Linked DNA regions of Mus musculus: all the other regions are linked to region 2. A link is a contact called in public ChIA-PET, HiChIP or PLAC-seq, Micro-C and promoter capture Hi-C data. All regions are on one chromosome and are shown on one strand. The core of a region is the stretch at or near the end of the contact, and the rest is flanking DNA. Distances in the headings are between cores, read along the strand shown.

Region 1 (3,639 bases), core at 815-3,314, 690 kb after region 2:
CCTGGCAGGCTGGCCATGTCAGAGCAGATCCTGGAAATGCATGGAAGTCTGCGTCTCTTACAGCACAGTGACTTTAACAAAGGTGTCAAAAGGCTCATTGCAGAAAGGACAGACTCTGCCACTGGTGCTTGGAAAACCAGATCTCCATGTGCAGAAGCTTGAAACTTTATCCCAGTCTTTCAGACTACAAAAGTCAACTCAGAATGTACCCAGGACCTAAATGTAAAACATGAGAACATGAAGAACACTTTCAGATATTTGTAGAGGTGATGAAATTGCTAATATGTCTCTAGAATTACAGGAAACAAAGTAGGAGATAGATAAATGGGATTACACCAAACTCAAATCAAAGGAAGCAATCCACAGAGTAAAGAAACAGAGAGAGTGGTTTGAAATTTTTGCCAACTACTCATCTGATGCAGAGTTAATATTCAGAATATGTAAAGAATTCAGAAACCTAACAAAAAATATTCCATACACACACACACACACACACACACAGGTACACTCATGCATGCACATCCACACACATGCACACACATGCTCACTGTAAATACATATGTAAATAAAATATTTTTAAAAATTGAAAAAAAAGAACTAGGTAAGTTATCTCCCTACTGGAGAAATGAATGAATCAAACTTACAATATGTCACCTCACTCCAATTAAAGGAGCTATTTAAAAAGGCAAACATAAATGCTAATGATGATGAGGATAAAGGGACCTTTCATGCATGGTTGGTGGGAATATAAATTAGGAACCTACAAGTTAAACTATATCCACCGAATTGCCTACCTATCCCACTCCTGTGTGTACATCTAAAGCAAATGAAATCTGTACACAAAAGACATAGTTGTTTGTCCATGTTGATTGCTGTACTGTTTGTAATAGCTAAGGTTGAAACAGCCTAGATACCCAACAATAGATGATTAAAGAAAAAGCAATACCAACAAGTGGAGTGTGTGTGTGTGTGTGTGTGTGTGTGTTAAGGGGGGAGGTGTTCAGCCATAAAAAACAACAACAATGAAACCCTGTCATGGTAACAAGATGGATGGACCTAGAAGACATTACATTAAATGATTCAAGCAGAGAGACAGAACACACATTGTTTCATAAAGGAAGCTAAGGGAGTTGGGTTAAATGTGTGTGTGTGTGTGTGTGTGTGTGTGTGTGTGTGTGTGTGTGTGTGTTGGTCAGCACCCACTTTATTCATATACTGAAATATCACACTGCATCACAGCAATATGTGCAACTAATACATGTTAACAGAAATAAATTATCCTAAAATGCGCCTACGTGTTGAATAGGGAAGCCTGCAGCCCTCTGCTCAAAAGATATCATTTTGCTGGCAGACAGGCAGTATTGGTATATCCTATAACATTAAAAACACTGTAGTTTATAAATATTATGTATTCGGAAGTTTCTATATTGTGTCTGGGGGTTGAGTTTGACAGGGGGTAAGAGAGGACTCCCTCCACTTAACTGTGGATGCAAAGAAACTGTATTTCAGGTGGAAACGTTTGAAAACCCAGATGTAAAGAGGGGACATACAGCCAAAGTCACTATAGTGAGTGCCTGGAGAATCAGGGAAGAGAAGCACTATTATGCGCGGGGCCTTATGTGTTTAATTATAGACTCTAATTGACTTTTAATTATGTGAATGTATTACTTTGATAAAAATTAAAATTGAGGAAAGAAGGAGAAACAGCTCACAGGCATTGGTCTGCCCCTGAAGTCATGTACCTCGTGAGTCAGATTCCCATAGGGAGATTTGGCTCAGGCAGGGTCTCCTTGAGTTTTCAAACCATAAATAAGGCCTAATGGCTTTGAGAGGTAATGAACTGGCCAGCAGCCAAGAGAATCCTGATTCCTAACAGACAGGCCCAGGCTCCATCTCCAGAGTTTAGATCTCTGCTGTGGGCTTCATGCTGGCCTAACTTCTTAAGTGAAACCTCTCACTAATTTGCCCTTTGCAATGCAATCTACCCGATGAGTCACTGATACTGTTGAGAGTCTAACCAGTGCTGGAACTGAGAGAGCCCTCCCATGCAGGCCCTCTGTTGCCATGGAAACAGCACTGCTCAAGTTTCTCTGTTGCTTTGGCAACCCACTCCCATTTCCTCCCATCACTACTGCTGGGGTATTTTGCTGCCAAGATAATGGTCTCTATTATGGTTTGAATGCTAATGGGGCAGTCCTCTACCCCAGCCTACTCCAAGCTCCCTCTGTAGCTCTACACTTGAGACCTTGTCTAAGTGGCATTTCAATGAGATGGTAATGGATGCTCAAATCAGATGAAGAGGAGCTATAGTGGTGGTGTGGATGAAAGAAGGGTTCAGCTTCTTATCTTGGGAAGGAAGAAATGGTATCTATGTACTCAGAGAGGCATGGATTGGAGTGTCATCCATCAAAGGGCTTCAGCTGTGTGTCAGGCCTCAAGCCTTTTTCTCCCAGTCAGTTCTGTATACTGGCAAATAAATAAAGGCACTGCATAATGAATACCTGTATGTTCTCAGTGCTAGGCTATGTGCTTTACACCCATTTAACTCCTATTTTACAGACAAAGAAACGAACAAGCAACCTATTCAGTGTCATTGGATTTGGGGTTTAAACACAACTCTCAGCGGTTACACTAAGCCACTGCTGACTTGGGACCACAGAAAATAACAAAAGTATCAGATAGTTGTCCTTGCAAAAAGACCTTATGGAGAGTTGAGGAAGAAGTGTAAGTACAAAGGGTAGAGGTGGAAAAGAAATGCCTTACCGAGCCGGTGAAGTACGGAGCTCAAGTGTGGGTACAGACATGACAATACACAGTTCCCTGGACATGGAGTGGCGTCTAGGAAACTGGAAAGCATAGTCAGTCCCCATCCCTTACAAGAAGCAGAGCCAGGGTGTTAGCTTCAGAGTGGGTGTCTCAGCGACCCACTCAGCGAGGCTCCTGCTTATGGCGCTAGACTTGTAGGCATTCAGCAAAGAGAGAGACCTTTGTCTACTTCTTCTTTTGAGATTTGGATTTACTCGAGACCATCTGACTCTTTTATTTTGTTTTTTTTTTAAAAGAGTTGAAGTTTTATATAAAATTGTTCTAAATTTTATGGCTTCCAATTTCGAAATCCAATAATCCTATTTCCTTTACTTTAAAAGTAGATTTTTTTTTTTAGCTACCTCAAGTCCTAATGGAGTTAAAAGGAATATAAATCTTCAGTAGAGTTTTTCTAGGTCTTAGTTTTTTTCAGCAGTTCCCAGTGCTCTGCTGTGTCTTCCATATCTGCTGGTTTGGCTCCCACTCTCCTCTGTCAACTCCCGTGCTTGGGGATTTTCTGCAGTCAGGTCAGAGAGAAGGCAGAGTTCTCCAAGCAACACAGGACAGAGTCTCTGAATGCCATCTGACTCTGGTCACCTCAAAAACACTACTCAGTTATCAAGGCCAAGCGAAGATAAATTCATTTTTAGTTTCATTCCACTTGCATGTCGTCAGGGTGGCTTTTCTTGGGCTGGAAGCAAAGGTGCATGGAGGTTGGCCCAGATGGGGCTGGGGGATGGTGAGAGCATTTACATCTACATCCAGATCCACTTCTTTGTCTCCATCACTCCTCTGTCCCAATAGTTATGTGACTTAGGACATATCATTTCATTT
Region 2 (3,394 bases), core at 564-3,063:
ATATTTGAAAAAATAAAATAAAAGCCAGATACTACACTGTTTTCACTGGAGCTCAGTCATCAGCACGGAGTTTCTGGATAGGCGCAATAATCCACACTGGCCAGAGAGGGCAGTGTGTACCCACTGAAAAGGCACAGGCAGCGGAGCTGCAATTCCTTGAGTACCTCTGGAGATTGCCCTATCCAATTCAGTTTCCTTGAGTTCTGCAGGTAAAGCTGTGTAACAGATCCAACTGAGTGTTGCGGGAGGCTACTCTCATATAGTCGTGTCATTATGATGCTGGCAACCCTACTATGGTGGGTTCACAATTAGAATGAAGAGAATTCCTCTAAAGCAGCAGAAATCCATTTGTGCATGTGGTTCATTTATTATTAAAGAGTGAAACAAAATGTTAATTTCCAAGGAAATAACTACATAATCAGGAGTTAAAGCAGCTACAGAATTTTTTATTTGTTTTTATATAATAAAATTATTAAGAATTTATGGATTAACTGAAATAAATATTCACTGGCTAGAAGGTTAGTGGTTATCTTGGCACAGTCTGAACATAAAAGTATTGATATGCATATAGTTAGGTAGGTAAATATTTAAATTAAATGGCTGTAACGTCAATTAGTAATTTATGAATATTTGTCCAATTATGAAGTTTGTCTAAAACGTTGTTAGTTCAAGAACAACAAAAAGTTCCACTGAACTTTCTAACAAAACAAATTTGAAAATAAGGTGTTAACACGTACCAGGAAAACACCAAAATGTGTAATTGTGCAAATATCAGGATTCAGTGCTAAAAATGTAAGCGCCAGTATTTTAACACTGTCATACTTTCTCTCTTAATATAAGAGGATTTAAAAAAAAAAACCCATTCAGATATTATTCATTTGCAATTAAATCATTTGGGGAAAAGGAAGTCATTTGCTGAAAGGCGGTGCTTTTTCTTGAGATTTATGAAAGGATCAATCCAGGACGAGTTCTGGAATAAACTTTGCCTCTCAATGTAAACCATCTAGAAATATTTATCTGAAACAGCACCTCCGCGGAGAGGCAGCCTCTCAGTGGCTTTAGGAGCTCGATGCTGTCAGCTCGCCGGCCGCTGCCGACCCGTGCATCCTCCGCACAGGACTCATGAGGCAGCGGGACTCGGCGATCCCGGGAAGGCAGCGCGGGGCGCGGGGCGCGGGGGGCATGCAGGGCCGCCGCGCAGCCCCGAGCCCGCAGTGGTGCCGCAGCCTCCCGGCCGCAGCAGGTGGGACCCGCGGGAGGCGCGGACATTGGGGGCTTCTCCGAAACCGCTGCGGCGCGTCGGAGTTGGGGCTTTCGTGGTTTGTGTGCTACCACTTTCTGCGGTGGCAACCTGGGGCCACCGGCCTTCGCTTCGCACACTTTGCAAGGCGCGGAGTCGCCGGCGTCCCCCGGAGCGAGCTCGCAGCGGCGGCGGGCGGCCTGGCCCAGACAAAGGGCGCGAAGGCGGCGGCGGAGCGGAGCGGAGCGCGGCCTGGCCCGCAAGGGGGCGCTGCCCGCACCCGCGCTTACCTTTGAGGACCGCGCAGAGCTGCTCCAGGGCCATGTTCCTCAGCGTCGGCGCTCCGAGAGCGCCCGAGGCGGCGGCGCGGTGGTCACGGCCCGGCGGGGTAGCTTCGCTCCGTCCCCATCGCCGGCCGCCGCCGCTTCCTAGCAGCGGGCGCAGCGCCTCGGCCCGCCGTGCCGGGTCCCCGACGGCCGCCGCCTCTCGGCGGGCTGAGGAAAGCCAGCGGCGGACGCTCCCGCGGCGGGCTCCCTTGAAGTGGCGCGCGCCGGGAGCCCCGGCTCATTTAAGCAGCGAGCGCAGCGCCGCGTGCCGGCCGCGGGGCCACTGCGCACGCGCAGCCCCGCCCTCCCGCGTGCCCCGCCCGCCACTCGCTTCCCGGGCCTCGCGCGCGGCCCACCCCTCCCTGCCGGTGTCTTCTCGAAGCCTTGAGCTCCCCAGGTCCGATTTTTCCATCCCCTCTCGGAGGACCTCAAGCTCAGGTGCTTGAAAACGTCTGCTCAGCCTTGCTGATCTCGGTGGAAGGGAGACCCCCGCGGGGGCCCTGGAGGTGCCCGGGTGAGTTCCCCCGGCCAGCAGTAAGGGTTGTTGCACCTACTGAACCTTCTCCAACAGTTGCCAGGCACAGCGCTGCTTGAGGAATCCTCACTCCCAGTCCTCGCCACAGTGGGCTGAAAGCTCCACGCCAGCCAGAAAAGTGAAACTTTGTTCTAGCTGCAGAGACAGGCGCGACTGAATGCAGACTGGGTCTCCCCAAGGCCACCCCTAACCACAGCCGTACAGACGGACCGCTGAGCGCCACCGGAAAGGAATTATATGTGCCTTGGATAGTTTGTGCATGATCTCGTCTTCCTCCAGCTCTTGTGCATTGAAATTGTCTTGCTGGCAGAGCTGCTTCATCCTACTGAAATAGAAATGACTTGAATGCAGGCGGGCTACAGTCATTTATTGGTTTGAGTTATGTGCATATAACAATGACTGGTATTGGGGGGCCTACCAATATTAAGTCCCTACCGTAATTGATCTGATATATAAATGTTTATCTAGCAAATTATGGCTAATTAGAACGTCCAGCAACTGAACAAAATATTCCAAGGGTGTCACATTCTTTCTTTTCTTGGATCGCTCTAAGAAAGTCACAGAAGTATAAGCAATTAACAAGTTTATAAATAAAACCAATTAACACCTATTAGCATAAAGTTGTTTAGCCCTTTGCTGTGTGCTTCAGTGGTTATGAAAGATGTGTGATTTGGGGCTTATAAGGTGATCACCTGCAGTTAAATTAAAATTGCACCCAGGAACCAGTGAATAAGGCATTTTAGAACCTTTTCCACAAATAAAATAATGATAAATGGGGACAGCAGTTAATAATTCAGTTTAAGTCCTGGGCAAGAGTGGATAAAGAAACTGGGAAGCCCTTTGAGTTTCTGGATCAACAATGCATAGTTGTTGATGGAGGAAAAGAAAAAAAACCCAAAAAACAAAAAACAGCCTGTATGATGTCATCAGAGAACGCTCCATGAAAAAGGGGAGAAAGAAGATGGAAAATGTTTGGATGGCAAGTGAAGAGGAGGGGTGTAGTCATGATTGTCAAGTGTCAGGTAAGATGCAAGTGTGAGCAGGGAATTTGGGACAAGTGTCATCAGAAACTAAAGATTAAAGAGAATGTGGACTTTGAATGTGGAGATGCACTCATCTCTCCATTGGTTTTAGGATGTCTGTCTCTTAATCCTCCTGACACATGTCAAGGTCTTCATAGGTGTATTAGTCAGGGTTCTCTAGAGTCACAGAACGTATGGATAGTCTCTAGATAATAAAGGAATTTATTGATGACTTACAGTCGGCAGCTCAATTCCCAACAATTGTTCAGTC
Region 3 (3,604 bases), core at 381-2,880, 720 kb after region 2:
CCCTGGAGTTGGAGCTACCAGAGGTTGTAAGCTGCCTGATTACGGGTGCTGAGGACCAAACTCGGGTCTCCTGTAAGAACAGCAAGCTCTAATGGCTGAGCAACCTCTCCAGCTCTGAAGATGCCTTTAGACAAGTAGTCCTGTTTCCAGATGTGCTCCGATCAGGAAAATGGCTTCATATCAGGCAGCTGAATGGTTTGTGGTTAATACGGGGACTCAACAGTAGAGCTGGGAAGCTACACAGGCTTTGTAAAGCAGCAGAGAGGTTAAGTCATAGCAAAGACAGCAAGACAGAAGGGGATGAGGAACTGTGGATGAGGGAGCCACCGCCAGGAGATGACTCCTTGGAGATGGCCTCTGGCCTTTATCTTCCACTGAATACACCTGCCTGGAGCCTGGCTAAGAAGGCTGGGAGAAGACTTCTCCATGGGTTGGCTCTCTGCAGGTATAACAGAACACAGCAAAGGTGGCAATAAATCAGATAGCAAGAGGTAAGTGACTAGAATGTTCTATATAGTGTTAGGTAGTTCTAGCAAAGGTGAATGCAGAACCAAGCTTTCAATAGCAGACGATATTTAGGGTAAGTTAAAAGGAGGAGAGATGAGGATGCTGGAGGCAAAAATAACATGAAACCTTGAAGACTTGGAGCCAGGAGGAAGAGTTATTGCTGAGAATGGTTTAGCATCACAGAGCACAATGTTGGCCACAAGAGGGTTGTAAAGAATCATAGCCAACTAGGATTTTGCTCAATGTCTTGTTTGGTTTTTTCTACTTCTTTGTTTTGTTGTTGTATTAGTTGTTGTTGTTGATAATGATGATGATGATGGATGCATAAGCCTGGCATCTGTGCAGAGGACTCATAAAAGATGCTAAAATTAGAGCTAGGGGTGCCTTTAGACAATCAACAGGGGCATTTCCTATTTTTCAAAATTAATATCAAATGGAGATGGCTCATACCTGAAATCCCAGCACTCAAAAGACAGAGACACAGAATAAAGAATTTGAGACCTTCTGGGCCCATCACAGAAAACAAGCAAAGAAAAAAACCAACAAAAATAAAGCATGAGAAAGCCTGAACAAGGCTCTCTGATTCAACATTTTGTTTCTGTTGTTGTTGTTTCCCATTTAAAGTTTAGAAACAGAAGGAACTTTGTGCTCACAGAGCCTCCATTTCCCAGTAGGAATTTGTATTTTCTGAAGTAATTTTCCCTTTGGTAGGTCATGGGAGTATGGGCTGTCTTGCTAATTCTTACCCAGAGAAAGGATATTTTGAAGTCGGGACATTCTGGGTCATCTTAGTCAAAACATTTCCCTTGGACACTGTAGATAATCCATCCTGAGGTCAGTGCTTTTTCTAAATTATTCATATCAAACTTCCGGCTTTTTGTTTTTTGTTTGGTTGTTTGTTTTTTTATGCAGTTCTGGGCTGTGGAGCCAGGTCTCCCTTGGTTCTTTCTTGAAAACGGAATGATGTTTTGTTACCTCAATTCTCTGCTCCTTCAGCCAAAGGGGTGACTCACAACCCTCAGAAAACAGATCTTTCTCTCTGAGGCACTTTCAAGTTGGATTTGGGAGATGGTAGATGTGGCCTCTCAATGCTAAATGAGACCCAGTTTCAGGCATGTTGCTTGTCTGAGTCAGGGAAAGAAGCTCACACCCAAATGAGTCAGAAAACAATACAAAGGCCAGTACAATACCTGGGGTGTTGGTGCCACTGGTTTGTAATCCCAGCTACTCAAAAAGCTGCCGCAGGAACAGGCCTCATTTACAGTCAATCTGGGTTATAGAGTGAGTTTGAAGCCAGCTTTGATAGCTCAGGGAGACCCTATCTCAAACTAAAGACTTTTAAAATGTAAATGTAGTTCAGTAGTAGAGGGCTTGCCTTGGATAGTCAAGACCCTGGAGCAATATTTATGGTCATAAATAAAAGCAAAAGTGTTTTTGTTTGTTCGTTTGTTTGTTTTTTAATCTTTTGTAGTACTTGGGGACTAAGGCTCTCTGTCCCTGTTCCAATCATTCAGAGGGCCTGGATGCATCCTTTCCCTTAATATTTAATGGAATAAACTCTTTCTCTTGAGGGGAAAGCTAATTTAAACATTTTATTGCTTGCAAGCCCAAGAGAATGACATACACCATCCTTAAAGAATATACACGTGGCATTGGTATACGATTGAGGTAGGGAAGCCAGGCTATGTAACAGGGGTGACTCTCTGGGTGGAGGAGTAGGACTTGGTAAGTGTGTGACCCATGCAATGTGATAGTGATCAAGTTGCCTCTCCCACAACCAGGTGGCAGGGGACAGGTGTGCTTTTGTCCTGATGGCAATCCTTTCTGCTTCTGGACTAGTTACCTAAAAGATAAAATTCTTACCTAAGAGTTCAAATCTGAATCCTGAAAATTAATTAGTCAGCCTTGGGTCATGGGTCCATTTATGAACCAATCAGAAGGATGGAAAAGTCTCATTGGTTAGCTGTCAGGCATGTGACCAACTGTGGCCTTTGAGAAGAGTCAGTACATAAAAGATACGATCTGAGAATGGAGTGAAGATGCTTCCCAAAGGAAGTCAAGTGTCTGGTGGTTGCATAAGAGAAATGAGCCTTGGGGCGATATGGCTGCTGTCCATGGTGGGCTTTGGACAGATATGGCTGCTGTCCGTGGTGGAATGTGGGCTCCTTTGGCAGAGCACACAGCTTGAGCTTTTCTGAGCACAATGTTTGTCACCATGCATGGGTAGCTGATGCTCTATAAGTGGTTTTTCCTTTATTTTCCTTGCAACCCTAGTCCAGACTTAAAGCTCCTTGACATAAGTTCTGCCATAGCTCTTCACATAAATTCTATCTCACTATTCAGGTAGGGAAGCCTGGAGCAACATCTTCAATCAGAAATACCACAGTGCCTCTGAAGCCTTCTGACTTTCACATTTGCGGACAGTCTTCACCACCCTCAGAGCACGTAGCATACTTTGCAAGGACTTCGGCAACTCAATGAGGGGAATGGCCTTTAAAATGCTTTCCACTGAGCCGGGTGGTGCTAGTACAAGTGGCCCTACATGGCCACTGTGGTGGCCTTTGAGTTTCCTCTAGAAGCAGGTGAGTGCTGTTTCTCTAGAGAATCGGAGGAGATGCTCCGTTGGTGTTCCCATCATGCCCAGCAACATTCAGTGAGAATGGCCCAGCACCAGCTGAATTTTGCTCCTCGACTAATGTGCTTTGGAGAGGAAGCCTTTGCCTGTGTAAATCTGCTCAGCCTAAATGCCAAGACAGTTCTTTAAAGACAAGGCTAATCTGGGCAATATAAAAACGCAGATGGAGCCAGCCTGGCTAAATGTCAGAAAACAAGGGAATTAGGGTAATAAGAGAGCAAGGGGCAGACCTCTCTCTGTCTCCTTGCCAGCAGCTGAGAGCAGCTCCAGCACAGAAGTGCTTCTGCAAGGAGATCAGACACCACAAATTCCCAACTGATGGTGCAGGTTGGGGCAATGGGTCCTGGGAGGTCTTGGTCTTAGACTCTTCTTTTAGGCATAAGAATGTCACAAAGTCAAATCAAAATTTGACATCATAACAGAGAACAGGTGAGCCGGTGCTAGTTGCTACACAGATGACTA
Region 4 (3,453 bases), core at 122-2,621, 990 kb after region 2:
TGGCCTGGAAGAGGGGCTAAAGTACATAGATTCGGTAAGAATGGTGGAGAAGGGCACTCTATCAGTACAGATACAGGCAAGCCTACATCTCTGCTGGGTAAAGGTTTCCCTGTGGTGGCTTGCCAGGGTAGGAATACTTACACCCATCACCTACACTCTGTAAGGAAGCTCAGTAGACTCAAAGGTTACCCAGTGTGAACATTTGTGGAGTTATATCTTGGGTTGTCACTGGACCTTAAGGAGAAGGAGTAGGCTCTGCTTATGTCTCCCCTGAGAAGGAGTTTTAGCAACAAGAGAAGACACAAATCTACTCTGTATCCAGTTTTAGTGTATGAGCAGCATTTATTCTGAGGATTTTATACATTTAATTTCTGTTGATACAGCCCCATTTCCCAGAGAATAATTTGTTGAGAATTCTAGAGAAATCCTGTCTTTGGGTGTTGAGAGAGAGTAGAAATTTCTGTGACACAAAAGCAGTAAGAATAGGTTTGGTCCACTGTTCAGTGGCCTTGAGGGGGAAAAAAAAAATCTATAAAGACCCCTAAATGAATGAATCTTTAGCAAAAGTTGAGACATTTGTCAGCCTTCAATGTGGATCTTGTTCTTGTTTGAAGACATAAAAACTTCATTCATGGGGCTGGAGAGTTGGCTCTGCAGTTAAGAGCACTTCCTGCTCTTGCAGGGGAAGCAGAAGATTTGCTTCCCAGAACCCACAGTGTGGCTCACGGCCGTCTGTGACTCCAGTCCACAGAACCCACAGTGTGGCTCACGGCCATCTGTGACTCCAGTCCACAGAACCCACAGTGTGGCTCACGGCCATCTGTGACTCCAGTCCACAGAAGCTGATGCCCGCTCTTGACCTCTATAGGCACCAAGCACAGAAGTGGAAGACAGACGTATATAAGCATATGTCTCTTAATAAAACTTTTTTTAAGGCACCTTTTTTATTTTTAGTGAAGAAAAAGTAATTAGAAGGCTTCTAGTTACATATAAGTCCTCAAACATTTTAACCTACCTTCATGCCTTTCTTTCTGGGTGGATTTAGAATGAAGAGAATGATTTGTATATCTGCCTCCATACACCAAAACCACATGCTTTGGGGTGCTCATTTTAGATTTACAAGACTCAGAAGTGAGTAGTTTCTAGAGTAGTGCCTGGGTCTAATGGGAAGGTTGTGACAAGTCATCATTTCTGTATCTTTGTGGGCGCTAATAAAGCTAACCTCCATTGTCCTGATCTTCAGACTGGGCAGCTTGGAACTCTGCCTGTTGCCAGCAAGTTTGCTCATTGAAAAGCTGTAGCAGTCATTGCAGTCTCAGACACTTTCGTTATCAGAAGAACATTTTACCAACACTGAAGTTTCTTACTCAAGACCCAGGTTACATAAACAGGGCGTGGAAGTGTGGATTCTGTTTCACATTTTCAGTGTTGGAAGTCCTCCTTCATCTTGTCAGGTCGTTCCTGCCCTTTGATTACATTGGTAGCTCAGAACAATTGGAAATCTGCCTCGGTCATGGGACTGAGGTTCCTGGTGGGGAATATGGATTTCAGAGACACTTTAATTTTTCAAGACACTTGGCTTGCTGATAAAGATTGGGGGCTTTTGTAGCCTTCTGCAAACTAAAATGATAAATTCTAGGCCCAGAGACAGAAAGCTTCCATGGTAAATCCTATGTGTTTAGTAGCAGAGTGTGGTGTCTAAAATTCAAAATCAGACAGTATTCTAATGTTGAAATGAAATACGTTATTCACATCTGCCAATATCATGAAGACATACTAAATATTTCTTCCTGAGCCTGATTGCTGGTCTGTGTACTGGACGCTATCTTCGGAGATCTGAGGGGCTCTAGCCTGACCTGAGCAGCTAAGGAGTTGCACTCTCCAAAGGAAGGGGAAGGGGAGTCAGTCTTCCGAAGCCTCCACTGCTCCAGAGTCTGTGCCATTGGGCAGGACGCTACACAGCAGGTGCTGCAAGCCAGGAGTTGGAGTCAGATCTATATGTGCTGCTGTTGCTCCTGAGGGACACTACAAGGGGCCCACAAGCTGTCAGCTTGGTGACTAGGAGCTAAGTTTGGGGCCACCAATCGGGAAGTGACTGCAGCTTCCAGCAGTGAAAGCTTTAGAAGTGAACTCTCTTCCCCAAAGTGCTACAGCTCTATACGACAGACACTCTCAGACAGTCTTTGATGTGTTTTATTCCTTGTGGGTAGGATCTTATATACATTTTGGGGTGGGGTGGGGTGGGGTTCAAAGGCAGATGCTTTCTATTGGCTTGGTCTGAGATGTTAGGGATGCCTCATCTGCGTGTGGAGGGCCTTCAGGTGTTGCCCCTTCGTGACTGATTGTCACAGTCCTCTCCATGGGGTGTCATGGCCTTGTGTTCCAGGACAGAAGCCTGGTTGGGAGTAGATGAAACACCTACCATCCTCTGGTATGAAGGTACTGGGGTTTCTGAATCCAGTCGACCTTACCAAGTTTGCTGTTTGATGGCTCGGTTCACTGCCCCACAACTGATATTTGCACCAATTTACCAATTGTTCCCATATGGGTACTGGCCTGGCTCTGAACAGTGGTTGCCTTTGTATGCAGATGGAATGCGAGCTGCAATGAAGAGAAAACTAGCCCCACTAAGCTACAAGAATACTTGGGGTTCTATTGGGCTTCTTAGATTTGTTGAATGGTCTTCATAGCTAAACTGATCCAAACAATTGAGAATGTCTTCTGAATCTTAACCATAGAAAATGAATTTCGTTAAGTAATTCTTGACTCTTCGAGAAACTGAGGCAGATTTTTCTGGTATCACACAGGATCATGTGGCTTGGAGTATGTTGGTTTATTTAATTACTGAGTGAGCTAGATTGCTGAATGCTTACTGTATGCTCTGCTAAAAGTCAGATCTGCAAATTGAGTAGAACTTGTAGCAAGGGTGTAGTCTCCTGGTTGAAGTAGATACATCAAGAACTCTCTTGGTGTCATGGTAGTGCTGGGTTTCAGAAGGGCAGCTCAAGTGTGCCATGTGTTCTTAGTGGAGTCACCACCTGTGCCAGCCATTCTCCTCTCCTCCAATTCTGCTTTCTGAGTCCAGCTCATTTTACTTCATTTGATGACTCATGTTGATCCATTTTCCAGCAAACCACACAATATCATTCTTCTAAAACTCACTGCATGTGCCACAATTTGTCCATTCATCTGTTGACAGCACCTAGGCTGCTCCTGTAAGTTGGCAATCGTGGACCACTCTGCAGCAGTGGGTGTGTGAGGGCCTTGTGATATATGATGTGGGGAATAGAGCTGCATCACTCAGTAGTTCTGCTTTTTATTTTGGAGGAACTGCCATATTGATTTCTATACCCTCTAATTTACATTCCCACCAGCATTAACAGGATGCCAGTTTTTAAAGTTTATGTCACTGACTTTCATTTTTTATAGATACTGTGGCTTTAAAAATGGTTT
Region 5 (3,320 bases), core at 501-3,000, 790 kb after region 2:
GCAATGCCCCTAGGGTAATCAGGAGAAGGCTGAACCTGAAACTGAACATAGCTCCCACCCTGGCCCCATGAGCTGGCCTGGACATGCAGTGAGGGGCCCTTTCCCCCATTCTGAGTGTAAAATAACATGCTCTGGCAGTGTAATGGGATTTGTATTTGGGGATGTGGCCAGCAAGCTCTGGGGGTCACTATAGGTTAGCATCCTGGGGCAGACCAACAGCAGCAAATCTACAGGCTGGATGTTGAGTATGTTCAAGGGGCTGGTATATAAAAGGATTAGTTACAGCGTTGAGAATAGAGCTACCTTCAAAGGTATGGACAGATAAAGGTTTTAGGTCATTGAGGAGGTGCCCTTGAAGGATCCTGTGGGTCAGTGATTTCTTTCTGTCTACCTTTTTTGTTGTTGTTTCTTCCAAACCATTAAGTAAACAATTTTGCTCTGTCATACCATCCCCAGCCAAGACCTGCCATTGCTGTGCCAGCAGCTCAAAGCAACAAAGCCATGAACTGGAAGCTCCAAGGTTATAAGCCAAGGTAAACATGTTCTCTCTGTTAATTGATTGCCTGTGGCATTTTGTTGTATTGATGAAAAGCTAACACAACTGCCAATAAGAAAGGTACTATCTTTCAAGAGAGGCAGGAATCCCAAAGTACCAAGTTACACATTCTGGCTTTCTTCACTGCACTTTCTTCTGTGTTGGCCTCATCTTTAGACAGGTTGTGTCCCTGTGACATTAAAAGTGGCATCTTGAATCTTAAAGCTTCTAAAAGTCTAAGTTTTCCACTATCCAAAGGGGATAATTCATTTTCCCTACTTAGTGCCAGCTAAGGTCTGTTTTTGACAGATAGCTCAGCTTAGGCCATATGTCCAACCCAACTTTCCATGATGCCACAGAGATATGACATTCTAATTGGCCTGGTTTAGATCTCAGGCCCACTCTGCAGAAAGTTGGTAGTGTCAGCAACCCAACTTCAAGCCTGAGGATGGCAGTAATCATCTCCAAGGTCCTAGAAACTTGGAAATGGTGAGTGTGAGTTGGAGCTCAGATTTCTTTGACAGTCCTCTCCCCATGAGAGGTCAGAGTTCCCAGAAATACATTTGATATTTATATGCTCATAATTTATCAAAAAGATCTTCTTGGATCAGGGGTGGGATTTGGATATATCAGGGCACTGAATGACAAGGAAGAAGAAGATGAAAATTCTAGAAAGAAAATAGTTTCAGTGAAGTATTCCAGGGCTAATTAGCCAAAACCCACAGAGGAGTCTAAAGTGGAAATCACACTTCACAATTATCCCCAAACTCAGAAGCCAAACCAGTCTGCTGGAGGTGTCCTGCCAGAACAGGAGTGTTTAGGCTTGCTGCCTCCCCTTGGCTTTGGGCAATCTATCAGGCCCCTAGGAAGAACTGAACGTTCCCAACTGTAGGGAGCAGGAGTGCACTGAAGCACACTACAGTGGAAGAGAGGAACGGAGGGCCATTCGCAGTGTTTGCTGCAATCATCAAGTCCATGCCTTCTGCTCCATCCCATGCCCTGCTGCCCAGTCTAGACAAAGCTATGTTGTCTCTGCCCAGAATGAGGACACTTGGCTCTACAATCCCTACATTAGAAAAGCTGAGGAGTTTAATGAGGATCGTAGTGCCATTATGACCACTTCAAATAATCCGTTGGGTTGCCAAGCCAAATGCACTCTCAGTGTAGAGCGGCCTGTTGTTTCCTAACGATCCTGCTATGCAGATGATCTTTGACTCAGTCATTGCAGAATCAAAGCAGGAAACCATTTAAATGGCTGCATGCCTCAGAGGGGAATTGACTCTCCTGTCTTTCTACCACAAACAAGTCAAGAGTGTCTTGCTCCACAGGGGTGACATGCACCATTAAAGACTGGCAAGTGCAATTCTGATGTCTCCGTTATCAGGTTCCCAAGACTTCTCCAACGCGTCTCTCAACCAGGCACAGGCTTTTCCAGCCCTCATCATTACAAGGATGCTACTCCTTTCCAGCATCCTCTGGGCCTTCTGTCCTTCGATGTTGTCTCTGATTATTTATTTAGAGTGCTAGGAATCAAACACATGACCTTGTGCACCCTACACAAGCCCTCTGCTGCTGAACTACTGTGGGACTGTGAAAGGCAGCCTGTTTTCTGGTCCAGTGAGACTTACTCCGGAGACCCAGTAGAAACTCTACAAGGGACAGAACCGTGAGCCATGCTCCCAGACAGACATAGGTGCCTAACACCACAGAGCCCCCAACTCCATAATCCTGTGACTATAAGTCACACAGTCAATGTCCCAAGCTACTGGCATTCTGGCTAAACTCCACCCTCACAGTTATCTGACAATAGCCAGATAACTAGCCTCCTTCCCACAGCTACCTTGCAACTGCAAGATAGCCCAGCCTACTATAAAAGGGGCTGCTTGGCCCCTCCTCTCTCTCTTAAGCTCTCACCTCTCTTATTCTCATCTCTAGCTCTCTTTCTCCACCTCCCTTTCCCCCCTCTCCATGTAGCCATGGCCAGCTTCTCTCCTTCTACCTTCTCTCTTTCTCTCTGCCTTTCTACAGTAAAGCTCTAAAACCATAGACTGTCTCTGCTCATAAAGACTCGCTGTGTTGGGACAACAGAGCGGGCTTTCCTCTAAAGAGCTGTATCTAACCTCCTGCTGGGAGGCCTTCCTGCGCTCTAATCATGGACTGTGCCCCCTCTCCCCCTGCCCTCTTCTCCCTTCGGCTTGAGGGCGAACTGCCCCACAAAGCCCCCACTTCATTCTCAACTTTTCTGTGACATCCAGTGATGTCTGGGATGTCTAAGATGGAGAAGTGGCCACCTCTGGCCTCCATGAGGCCCAGAGACCCCAGATTGGTCCCTTTCTTCTTCCTTGGACTGGGGTTCCGTGGCTTCCCACAGCCAGACACCCACCCAGGCCACGTAGAGAGCTTGTGGCAGTCCCCCGAGTCTGCCTGCCCAAAGCACCGGAAATCTGGCAGGATGCGGATTTGCTCCCACCCCCTTTATTTCCCATGACCACTGCCCAACAAACTACATCTCTAGTCTCGGACCTCCTTTTAACAATGAAGACAAGAGGCAGGATCAGAAAAACAAATGATCAAGCACAATACTACCTGAGTGAATGAATAATGAATGCTTGAAATAAGTAAATCAATAAATTCACCATCAAGCTTTAACCATCCTCTAGCAATTTGCTATGTGTTCATTGACACCTGAAAGTCATTTATTTAATATGATAGATTCCCTAGAGAGGAGAGTGTTTTGTTTTGTTTTGTTTGGTTTGGTTTGTTTTTTGGTTTGGTTTGGTTTGGT
Region 6 (3,287 bases), core at 91-2,590, 920 kb after region 2:
CTGCACAGCTGTTTGGGGTTCAGTCTACAAGAGGCTAGACCTCTTGGCTGCCTGCAAGGCCATATATCATCCTGGAATGACTCTTTTTCTTTGGCCATATGTGTGACTCAGTTAAGACCCTGTCCTAGGAGACCAAGAAAATAATAAAATCAAAAAATTAATTTATTAAACAAAAATAAGTCCAGACATTAGTATGCACACAAAACACTTGTTGCTTTTAGGATATGTATGCATGATAAAAATAAATAAAGTTTTTTTAAAAAATATGCCCCAAGGTTTTTAAGATGGTCATAGTTTCCTCATAAAATACCTACCATGTTCAGAGCCCTTGGTCCAATCCCAAGTACCATTTTTAAAAAGACACCAGGAATCTCAGAGTATAAGTCCTCTACTCTCCAGATAAGACTCTTAATAAAAAGGTAAGTTATTGTATATATTTTTTCTTTATATTACTCCCAAAGTCTATCTCAAGATATCTACACAATGCATACTTGATGAGTGTGTCACAACCAAGATCATCACCTACCAGTTCACCCTCCCTCTAGACCTCAGTGACTCAGACCACAACCTAGAATCTATCATCCAAATTGTGACCTTCTACAAATAATTGAATGCCCCTTTTTTAAAAGTATCTGTTTAAAATACTAATAAAATAAAGCAAAGATGGAAGCAATATCACAGACTTAAGAGATCCAGGAGATAAACAAAGTGAAAAATTAAGGACGATAGTAAAACCCACCAGCTTGGGAGAAGGTCTATGGATTAGGTAATGGTAATACTAATTTCCTGGGTTATGTGAACCATGGTTATGCAACATAATAGGGAAAACCGAGTGAGAGGTATAGGATACTTGTTAAAATATAAAATCTATTCAATAAAAAGGTTTAAAAATGTCTAGTGCACACCGTCCTTCTCAACATTCCTTCCGAATTTAAATGCAGGCACTGTTCATGCTGTCTGTGCACCAGGTTTGCTTGTCGTCTGGCATCACTGGTTCAGAGAGAAGGGCTGAGCGAAGCGACAGAAATTGGGTATCTCTGGGCTAGCGGGGAGCGGAGGTGTTTAATGTAGGGACCAGCCTGGGGATGCAGCCAGAAATTGAGGGGTTTGGGTCTAGGGGCGGAGCCAGAAGCCGCTACGCTTTAGCTTTGGGGGGGGGGGGGGGGGGAGAGTGACAGACCGGAAGGCTTAGCCGCTGCGGCCTCCGGAAGGGTTGTGGGCGGGCCCGGAAACAGCAGCACATGGCCCGGGGGCGAGTCCGAAGCGTCCGGGCAGAAGTCTGGGAGCCTGGAGAAGGGGCGGGGCCGGAAGCGGCGGCAGGCCTGGGGACCGGAGCCTGGGGAAGGGGCGGTGCCGGAAGCGGCGGCACTCAGGCCTGGGGGCGGGCCGTCGAGTGACGGCTGCGGTGCGTTCGGCGAAGGAAGTGTAGAGTTCGTACTTGGGAGTCCTCCTGACACCTCTGGTGTTGACGACCAGTGGCCATGTCCTCCGTGAGCCCCATCCAGATCCCCAGCCGCCTTCCGCTGCTGTTGACCCACGAGAGTGTGTTGCTGCCTGGCTCCACTATGCGCACAAGTGTGGACACGGCCCGCAACTTGCAGCTGGTGCGGAGCCGCTTGCTCAAGGGCACGTCGTTGCAGAGCACCATTCTAGGAGTCATCCCCAACACACCCGACCCGGCCAGCGACACGCAGGACCTGCCACCATTGCACAGGTAGGCCCGCCGGGCACTCGGAGGGAGGCCCTCCGGGACTCGCGCCCCGGCGGCCTGTGAGCGGAGTTGTGGCTCAAGTCTCCCCAGCGTGAAAAGTGGGAGGGACGCTTTTCGCCAGTGACCGTTAGTGAGCCGGATCAGTCACGGAGCAATGCCTGACACGGGTGGAAACTCTGTGCAGTTCATTTGCTGCCTGTTGCTGGTGCTTATCTGATGTGAATTCGTGTCCTACATAGCCTTCTTCACCGCCCAGCGCCCGGGCCCCTCCCCCATACCACCTTTCACCCTGTCCCCTTTCTTTCAGTCAACCTCCGGTCATGTTCTCCAGCTGAAACATTATAAATCTAGATCTATCTATCTATCTATCTATCTCTCTCTCTCTCTCTCTCTCTCTCTCTCTCTCTCTCTCTCTTTCTTTCTTTCTTTTTCCTGCTCATGCCTAAACTACGCAGTTAACTTTTGGGTGCTTTGTTTTACATGTTGTTACCTATTTTCTCTATTCCCCGACGGCCTCCCCTTCATGAAGGGCCATTCCTGTTAGCATTTTCCTTGGGGTCTCCCACTACAGTCTTCCCAGCCTCTAGGCTCACCTTTGCTCCTTCCTGGCATTTTTATCTTAGGCCCGGGGGATGTCACTGGATAGCCCTGTGTCCCGGCTCTGGTTCGTTGACTTGGGTGGTAGATTTCACCTGCGTCTGACTCTTCCCCTGTGATTTCCCATGTCTCTTAGGTGTGTCTTGAAGGTCCATCTGTGCAGACTGGTTTGCCCCATGCTTCCCTGGACTGCACAGTGATTGTGCGTATAGAGCACTTGAAGTGTGCATGCTCTAATATGAGTTTTAACACTAGAGTGCATGTGTGCCCAGAAAGGCTGTCAATTCTAGGCAGCTCAAGGCAGTTGGTCACCCTAAATGTGTCATAAATGTACAGTGCACACTATAGTTTGAGAAAACGTGAATTTCCTTTTTCTTTTTCGAGACAGGGTTTCTCTGTGTGGCCCTGGCTGTCCTGGAACTCACTCTGTAGACCAGGCTGGCCTTGAACTCAGAAATCCGCCTGCCTCTGCCTCCCAAGTGCTGGGATTAAAGGCGTGTGCCACTGCCCTGCTTAATTAATGTTACATAGAATAAATGTTACAATGTTAATATTCTGACCACTTCACCTAAAATCACCTGTGGATACTAAAATCACGAGTATGGCTTGTATTTTTATTGGACAGTACTAGTCTATAGTGTGTCTTAGCAGATGTTATCTTTAAGCTCTTTTCTCAAGTTCTTGCTCAATGTATTGATACTGAAGAGCAGGTTGGAGAGCCTCCTTCCCCTCCTTATTTTCAAATGAAGGGTTCCTGGCTCTGAATGGATTTCATAAGTGTGACTGACTACATTAGACAACTTGGAGCTTTTCTTCATGTTTCCAAAGGAGGCCTGTAGCTCTTTAAAAACAAAATAAACAGTAAAGCATGAAACAAACGCACAACTCAATAATGGTTTACATTGTATCATCATGGAAAAAAAAAACTGACACCCATTTGAACTATTCTTGGCTGTTGCCTAAATAAGATTGGACACTA
Region 7 (3,697 bases), core at 334-2,833, 740 kb after region 2:
TCCTAATTTTGTACACTAACATATGAGATCATGAGTGAAAGACAGACATAGCCCCCAGCATGCCGATTATCAGAACGATATAAAGATGTCTGACCTTTATTGGCCACTTATTCTAAAGCAGCATGATGCAAGCCTCTTCCATAGGGGAAATCACATTTATTCCTCACTCTGTGTGATATAGCTGCTGCCCTCACTCCAGCTCTGCAGAAGAGGGTTGTGGGATTCACCGAGGCTAGAAGGCAGCTCAAAGCCAGGAACCCTGTCAGTGTGGAGCAAGGCTTTAGACCTTGTGGGTTGGAGTATGATCTGTAGGGAGGCAGAGTGCAGATATACTTCCTATCTAGGCAAAGGAAGGGTTATGAACCATTCCTGTGTCTTAGGCAGGGATAATATTGCTGTGATGAAGCCCTATGACCAAAAGCAAGTTGAAGAGGAAAGGGTTTATTTAGCTTATAATTTCATATTTGGCTTATGTAGTTCATCTCTGAAGGAAGTCGGAACAGGAATTCAAACAGACAGGAACCTGGAGGCAGGAGCTAGTGAAGAAACCTTGGAGGGGTGCTGCTTGCTGGCTTTTTTCATCATAACCTGCTTAGTCTGCTTCCTTATAGACCCTAGGGCCACCAGCCCAGGGGTGGCCCCACCCACAATAGGCTGGGTCCTCCCTCATCAATCACTAAGGAAGAAAGTGCCTTATAACTGAGTCTCATGAGGTCCCTGCCTTTCAGATAGCTATAGCTTGTGTCAGATTGCTATGAAGCTGGCTAGCACACCCAACTACCGCACATCTTCTATCTTGAAGTACAAGGCTGATATTACATGGGGTCAGGAGTTAAGGTGAGGCAAGAGGAGAGCCGAGAAGGCTTGACTCGAGTGATAATAAAGGCCCTGACCTATAAAGGCCCTATGGATTCATAGACAAAAAAATAAATAAATAAAACAATGAAAAGAGGGTTGTTCAAGGCCACACAGTTAGTGATGTGCCAAGGCAGTGATCTGCCAGTCATTGTCCCTCACATAGTCTTAACAATATTAAAAATGAGTATTGTGTAAACACTGAGCTCTAGGCCATCAGAAGCTCTGTTAGTTACACTGGCCCAGCTGCCTCTCCATGTGCATATCCTTCTGTACAGAGATGTTAAACAGTTTGTACGTGATCACACAGCTTGGAAATACAGTGTTCTTCAAGGTCATACAATCCTTTCTCTGTTTCTCTGTCTCTTCCCTCTGTCTCTCTCTCTCTCTCTTTCTCTCTCTGTCTCTCTCTTTCTGTCTTTCCTCTCTCTCTCTGTCTCTCTGTCTCTCTCTCTCTGTCTCTCTCTGTCTGTCTCTCTCTCTCTCTTTCTCCTCTCTCTCTTTCTCCACACAGCTGCTCTTCCAGCTTTCCGGAGAATCTTAATGATCTTTTCTTGGCTTTAACCTCAAGAGCTTTGGCTGAAGGAGCTGGAAAGGTGAAGAAGAAGGCTTGCTGCTCCAAGAACAGGGCTTGATCTTCAGGAATGAGAACTTCCTAAACAGCAGGATCAGGCCCAATCCTCGTCCCTGCTGAGTAATGATGGCAGCCCACGCAGAGCCAGGACTCATGGGTGACTCACAACTAATAGCTTCCTGAGCCCTTCAGAAAATTCCATTTCAATCAGGTGTCAACTTAGAGGCAAAAACTTTTTAAATTCAAAAGCAGAGCTTTTGATGTGCTGTTTTAAACTGCGCCTTGCCCTTTTATAGCTGTAAATAATTTTTCTTCCTGTTAGCAGACCCGGGAATACCAACCTGTTTCCAGTAAATCTTGCCCACAAACACTGCTGGGAAGGCCACCAATGTAAGCCCCTCAAGGCAAACGAGTGGCCAGGCTCCTCTCCTGAGGACCTCCAACCACCAAGTTCCACCCCACAGAACACTCTGTCTGCCCTAATGGCTGGACCCAGCTCCCACCCTGCAGAGTAAAAAGCCAAAGCCCCAACCCACAGCCTGGAAACCTCTGCTCTGGAAAGGCCCCTTACCCCACACACTATAAACCCAGTGCTCTGCTCAGTTCTCTGATGTTTCTGAGTTCCTGGCGATCCTAGAACACTAGCCTGGACTGCACAGCCCTATCCTACCTACCACCATCCCTGCACCCCCTCACACTCACCCCCCCTCCAATCTCTCTTTCTCTCAAAACAAGCAATCAAACTGAACATACATACACCTTGCAAAACAAAGAGAATCCAAAAGAGGCCATGATCTCTGGCTGCACTGAAAGGAAGTTCCAGAACAAATAAAGCTACTCTGGTTAAAAAAAAAATGTCTAACACGGTTGTCCCTGAGGAAGGTATGCAAGAGTTGTTCCCATGAGTCTTAGTGGAAGCATGCCTGTGTTTGTCAAAAATCAGTCAAATGCACCCTTATGATCTGTAAACACCACTCATGTAAATTAGACTCCTATTTTTAAATTACCAGAAAATTTATCATTGTGCTCAGCTTGACAGTTTATATCCTACAGTAGCATCTTAATGAGAAACCCTTAAGTGATGGAAGCCAAATCAGGAGCCTGACAGCCTCGTAGCATGTCTTCAGGAACCCATGGGTCCAGGGCCTTCATCTTTCTCCATCGCTCGGCCTGCTTTCCACCTCAGGTCTTCACTCTCCTCAAGGGTCAAAGAGAAGCCAGCCACCCCACACTTATTGCTTCTACTCCACACTTAGAGATGCTACTCCACACTTAACAATGCTACGTCGCACTTAGCACAGACTTTCAGCCTAGCAACCCTGAGCAGTGCAGGGAGCCCTTGCTGCTCACTATCCCTGCATTGATTCTGCTAGTTCTCTTGAAGACAGGAGTCAGGTGTTCCCCAAAGGGACAGCAGTTGCAGGTCCTTTGCAAATCATGCTTTGTTGTTTTGTGGCGATCCTGTCCTCAAATCCTCTGATCAGGATAATTAAGCAAACTGATTAACTGAATTGAGAGACAGCTCTTAGAAAAGTGAACCTCTTTTAAACAAATGGTGGTTTCTTTCCTTAGGCAATGTTGTCACTGTCACAAGTCCTAAGCTGAGAAGACCTGCACTGGCTATGCTTCTGTCTGTTGGACCTGATTAAAACGCCTAACAAGAAGCGACTTAAGGGAAGAAAAATTTATCTTGGCTCACAACATAAGAGCATACTATCATGGCAGGGAGGCCTGGTGGAAGTTGCAGCCTGAGACTGAGGCTGAGTGGGTGTGAAGAAACCGGCCATAACACACGGGCTGTCTGACCCGCAGCCCATAGGACTCCTGCCTATACTTAGGTCAAGTCTTCTCTGGAACTCTCCTGACAAACCTGCCTCACTAAGCAATCACGTTTTTCAAGTCCATCAAGCTGATAAAGAAAACTGACTATTACAGACCCAAATACTGTAATTCCTTGCATCCACACATGTGTGTGCATGTGCGCGTGTGGGTGCTTGAAGGTGCACATTGTGCCCAGGCATGTGAAGCCCAGCCTTTTATGTTGCTCCTCAGAAGCCATCTGCCTTGATTTTTGCGACAGTGTCTCTCACTGGAACTGAAGACTCAGAAACCAGGCAAGGCTAGCTGGTCAGAGAGCTAAGACCCACCTGCCTCCCAGTGCTGAGGTGGAGTGCTCCCAGTACTGAGGTGGAGTGCTCCCACTTGCCATGTGTTTTTATGGGAGTGGAACTCAAGATCATATTAAGTAATGTGAGTTAGACCATAGAG

What was found. Promoter capture Hi-C pulls out the DNA fragments that hold promoters and counts their contacts. A called contact is a pair of places that touch in the nucleus more often than the background predicts. ChIA-PET counts read pairs in DNA pulled down with a chosen protein or histone mark. HiChIP or PLAC-seq counts read pairs in DNA pulled down with a chosen protein or histone mark.
Region 1: an H3K4me3 HiChIP or PLAC-seq map of forebrain shows a contact between it and region 2, with 32 times the contacts expected there. The contact joins the enhancer-like site here to the promoter of Neto2 in region 2. A contact is called at or near these places in 19 of 39 promoter capture datasets (the 3T3-L1 cell line, 3T3-L1-derived adipocytes, the C10 cell line and 11 more), 3 of 15 datasets of contacts at CTCF or cohesin (the NIH/3T3 cell line, embryonic stem cells and stem cell-derived epiblast-like cells), 1 of 484 Hi-C or Micro-C datasets (embryonic stem cells), 15 of 115 datasets of contacts at active chromatin or transcription factors (embryonic basal ganglia, embryonic forebrain, embryonic hindbrain and 5 more) and 5 of 9 other capture datasets (adipose tissue, embryonic stem cells, liver and 2 more).
Region 3: a promoter capture Hi-C map of trophoblast stem cells shows a contact between it and region 2, with 18 times the contacts expected there. The contact joins the enhancer-like site here to the promoter of Neto2 in region 2. A contact is called at or near these places in 22 of 39 promoter capture datasets (the 3T3-L1 cell line, 3T3-L1-derived adipocytes, the C10 cell line and 13 more), 3 of 15 datasets of contacts at CTCF or cohesin (embryonic stem cells, large pre-B cells and stem cell-derived epiblast-like cells), 10 of 484 Hi-C or Micro-C datasets (cerebral cortex, embryonic stem cells, liver and 3 more), 17 of 115 datasets of contacts at active chromatin or transcription factors (SST interneurons, astrocytes, a colorectal cancer cell line and 11 more) and 5 of 9 other capture datasets (adipose tissue, embryonic stem cells, liver and 2 more).
Region 4: a contact with region 2 is called in an RNA polymerase II ChIA-PET map of memory CD8 T cells, with 6 times the contacts expected there. The contact joins the enhancer-like site here to the promoter of Neto2 in region 2. A contact is called at or near these places in 14 of 39 promoter capture datasets (the 3T3-L1 cell line, 3T3-L1-derived adipocytes, the C10 cell line and 7 more), 3 of 115 datasets of contacts at active chromatin or transcription factors (embryonic basal ganglia, embryonic forebrain and memory CD8 T cells) and 4 of 9 other capture datasets (adipose tissue, embryonic stem cells, liver and 1 more).
Region 5: a contact with region 2 is called in a promoter capture Hi-C map of liver, with 7 times the contacts expected there. The contact joins the enhancer-like site here to the promoter of Neto2 in region 2. A contact is called at or near these places in 25 of 39 promoter capture datasets (the 3T3-L1 cell line, 3T3-L1-derived adipocytes, the C10 cell line and 14 more), 1 of 15 datasets of contacts at CTCF or cohesin (the NIH/3T3 cell line), 9 of 484 Hi-C or Micro-C datasets (CD8 T cells, the HPC-7 cell line, the STO cell line and 4 more), 13 of 115 datasets of contacts at active chromatin or transcription factors (SST interneurons, acute myeloid leukemia, craniofacial prominence and 10 more) and 3 of 9 other capture datasets (adipose tissue, embryonic stem cells and liver).
Region 6: a Micro-C map of embryonic stem cells shows a contact between it and region 2, with 5 times the contacts expected there. The contact joins the promoter of Lonp2 here to the promoter of Neto2 in region 2. A contact is called at or near these places in 22 of 39 promoter capture datasets (3T3-L1-derived adipocytes, the C10 cell line, the HPC-7 cell line and 14 more), 6 of 484 Hi-C or Micro-C datasets (CD4 T cells, Th1 cells, embryonic stem cells and 1 more), 19 of 115 datasets of contacts at active chromatin or transcription factors (acute myeloid leukemia, bone marrow-derived macrophages, cardiomyocytes and 13 more) and 3 of 9 other capture datasets (adipose tissue, macrophages and pancreatic islet).
Region 7: a contact with region 2 is called in an H3K27ac HiChIP or PLAC-seq map of the NIH/3T3 cell line, with 11 times the contacts expected there. The contact joins the enhancer-like site here to the promoter of Neto2 in region 2. A contact is called at or near these places in 16 of 39 promoter capture datasets (the 3T3-L1 cell line, 3T3-L1-derived adipocytes, the C10 cell line and 11 more), 2 of 15 datasets of contacts at CTCF or cohesin (the NIH/3T3 cell line and stem cell-derived epiblast-like cells), 3 of 484 Hi-C or Micro-C datasets (cerebral cortex and embryonic stem cells), 16 of 115 datasets of contacts at active chromatin or transcription factors (the NIH/3T3 cell line, SST interneurons, acute myeloid leukemia and 11 more) and 2 of 9 other capture datasets (macrophages and pancreatic islet).

The regions. Positions count from the first base shown.
Region 1 is chr8:86,388,052-86,391,690 of GRCm38.p6, forward strand. No RefSeq gene overlaps it. Among named protein-coding and RNA genes, the nearest start is that of Gm33687, 110 kb to the left of the region's middle. Within about 2 kb of position 2,065, at least 97 of the 459 cell types and tissues checked have an H3K27ac peak or open chromatin away from gene starts, as enhancers often do. A contact at or near this core is called in embryonic basal ganglia, forebrain, neural progenitor cells and 4 more, where this site is marked.
Region 2 is chr8:85,699,111-85,702,504 of GRCm38.p6, forward strand. It overlaps Neto2 (neuropilin (NRP) and tolloid (TLL)-like 2), which reads right to left and starts at 1,814. Exons shown (of 9, transcript NM_001357288.1): 1 at 1,531-1,814. The coding sequence starts at 1,564. It overlaps Mir8109 (microRNA 8109), which reads left to right and starts at 1,795; the gene lies at 1,795-1,911.
Region 3 is chr8:86,422,946-86,426,549 of GRCm38.p6, forward strand. No RefSeq gene overlaps it. Among named protein-coding and RNA genes, the nearest start is that of Abcc12, 140 kb to the right of the region's middle. Within about 2 kb of position 1,631, at least 10 of the 459 cell types and tissues checked have an H3K27ac peak or open chromatin away from gene starts, as enhancers often do. A contact at or near this core is called in the SN4741 cell line, astrocytes, trophoblast stem cells and 1 more, where this site is marked.
Region 4 is chr8:86,689,235-86,692,687 of GRCm38.p6, forward strand. All of the region lies in intron 11 of Lonp2 (lon peptidase 2, peroxisomal), which reads left to right. Among named protein-coding and RNA genes, the nearest start is that of Gm22305, 20 kb to the left of the region's middle. Within about 2 kb of position 1,372, at least 20 of the 459 cell types and tissues checked have an H3K27ac peak or open chromatin away from gene starts, as enhancers often do. A contact at or near this core is called in memory CD8 T cells, where this site is marked.
Region 5 is chr8:86,493,556-86,496,875 of GRCm38.p6, forward strand. No RefSeq gene overlaps it. Among named protein-coding and RNA genes, the nearest start is that of Abcc12, 71 kb to the right of the region's middle. Within about 2 kb of position 1,751, at least 3 of the 459 cell types and tissues checked have an H3K27ac peak or open chromatin away from gene starts, as enhancers often do. A contact at or near this core is called in liver, where this site is marked.
Region 6 is chr8:86,622,703-86,625,989 of GRCm38.p6, forward strand. It overlaps Lonp2 (lon peptidase 2, peroxisomal), which reads left to right and starts at 1,341. Exons shown (of 15, transcript NM_025827.3): 1 at 1,341-1,714. The coding sequence starts at 1,482.
Region 7 is chr8:86,444,163-86,447,859 of GRCm38.p6, forward strand. No RefSeq gene overlaps it. Among named protein-coding and RNA genes, the nearest start is that of Abcc12, 120 kb to the right of the region's middle. Within about 2 kb of position 1,584, at least 50 of the 459 cell types and tissues checked have an H3K27ac peak or open chromatin away from gene starts, as enhancers often do. A contact at or near this core is called in the NIH/3T3 cell line and trophoblast stem cells, where this site is marked.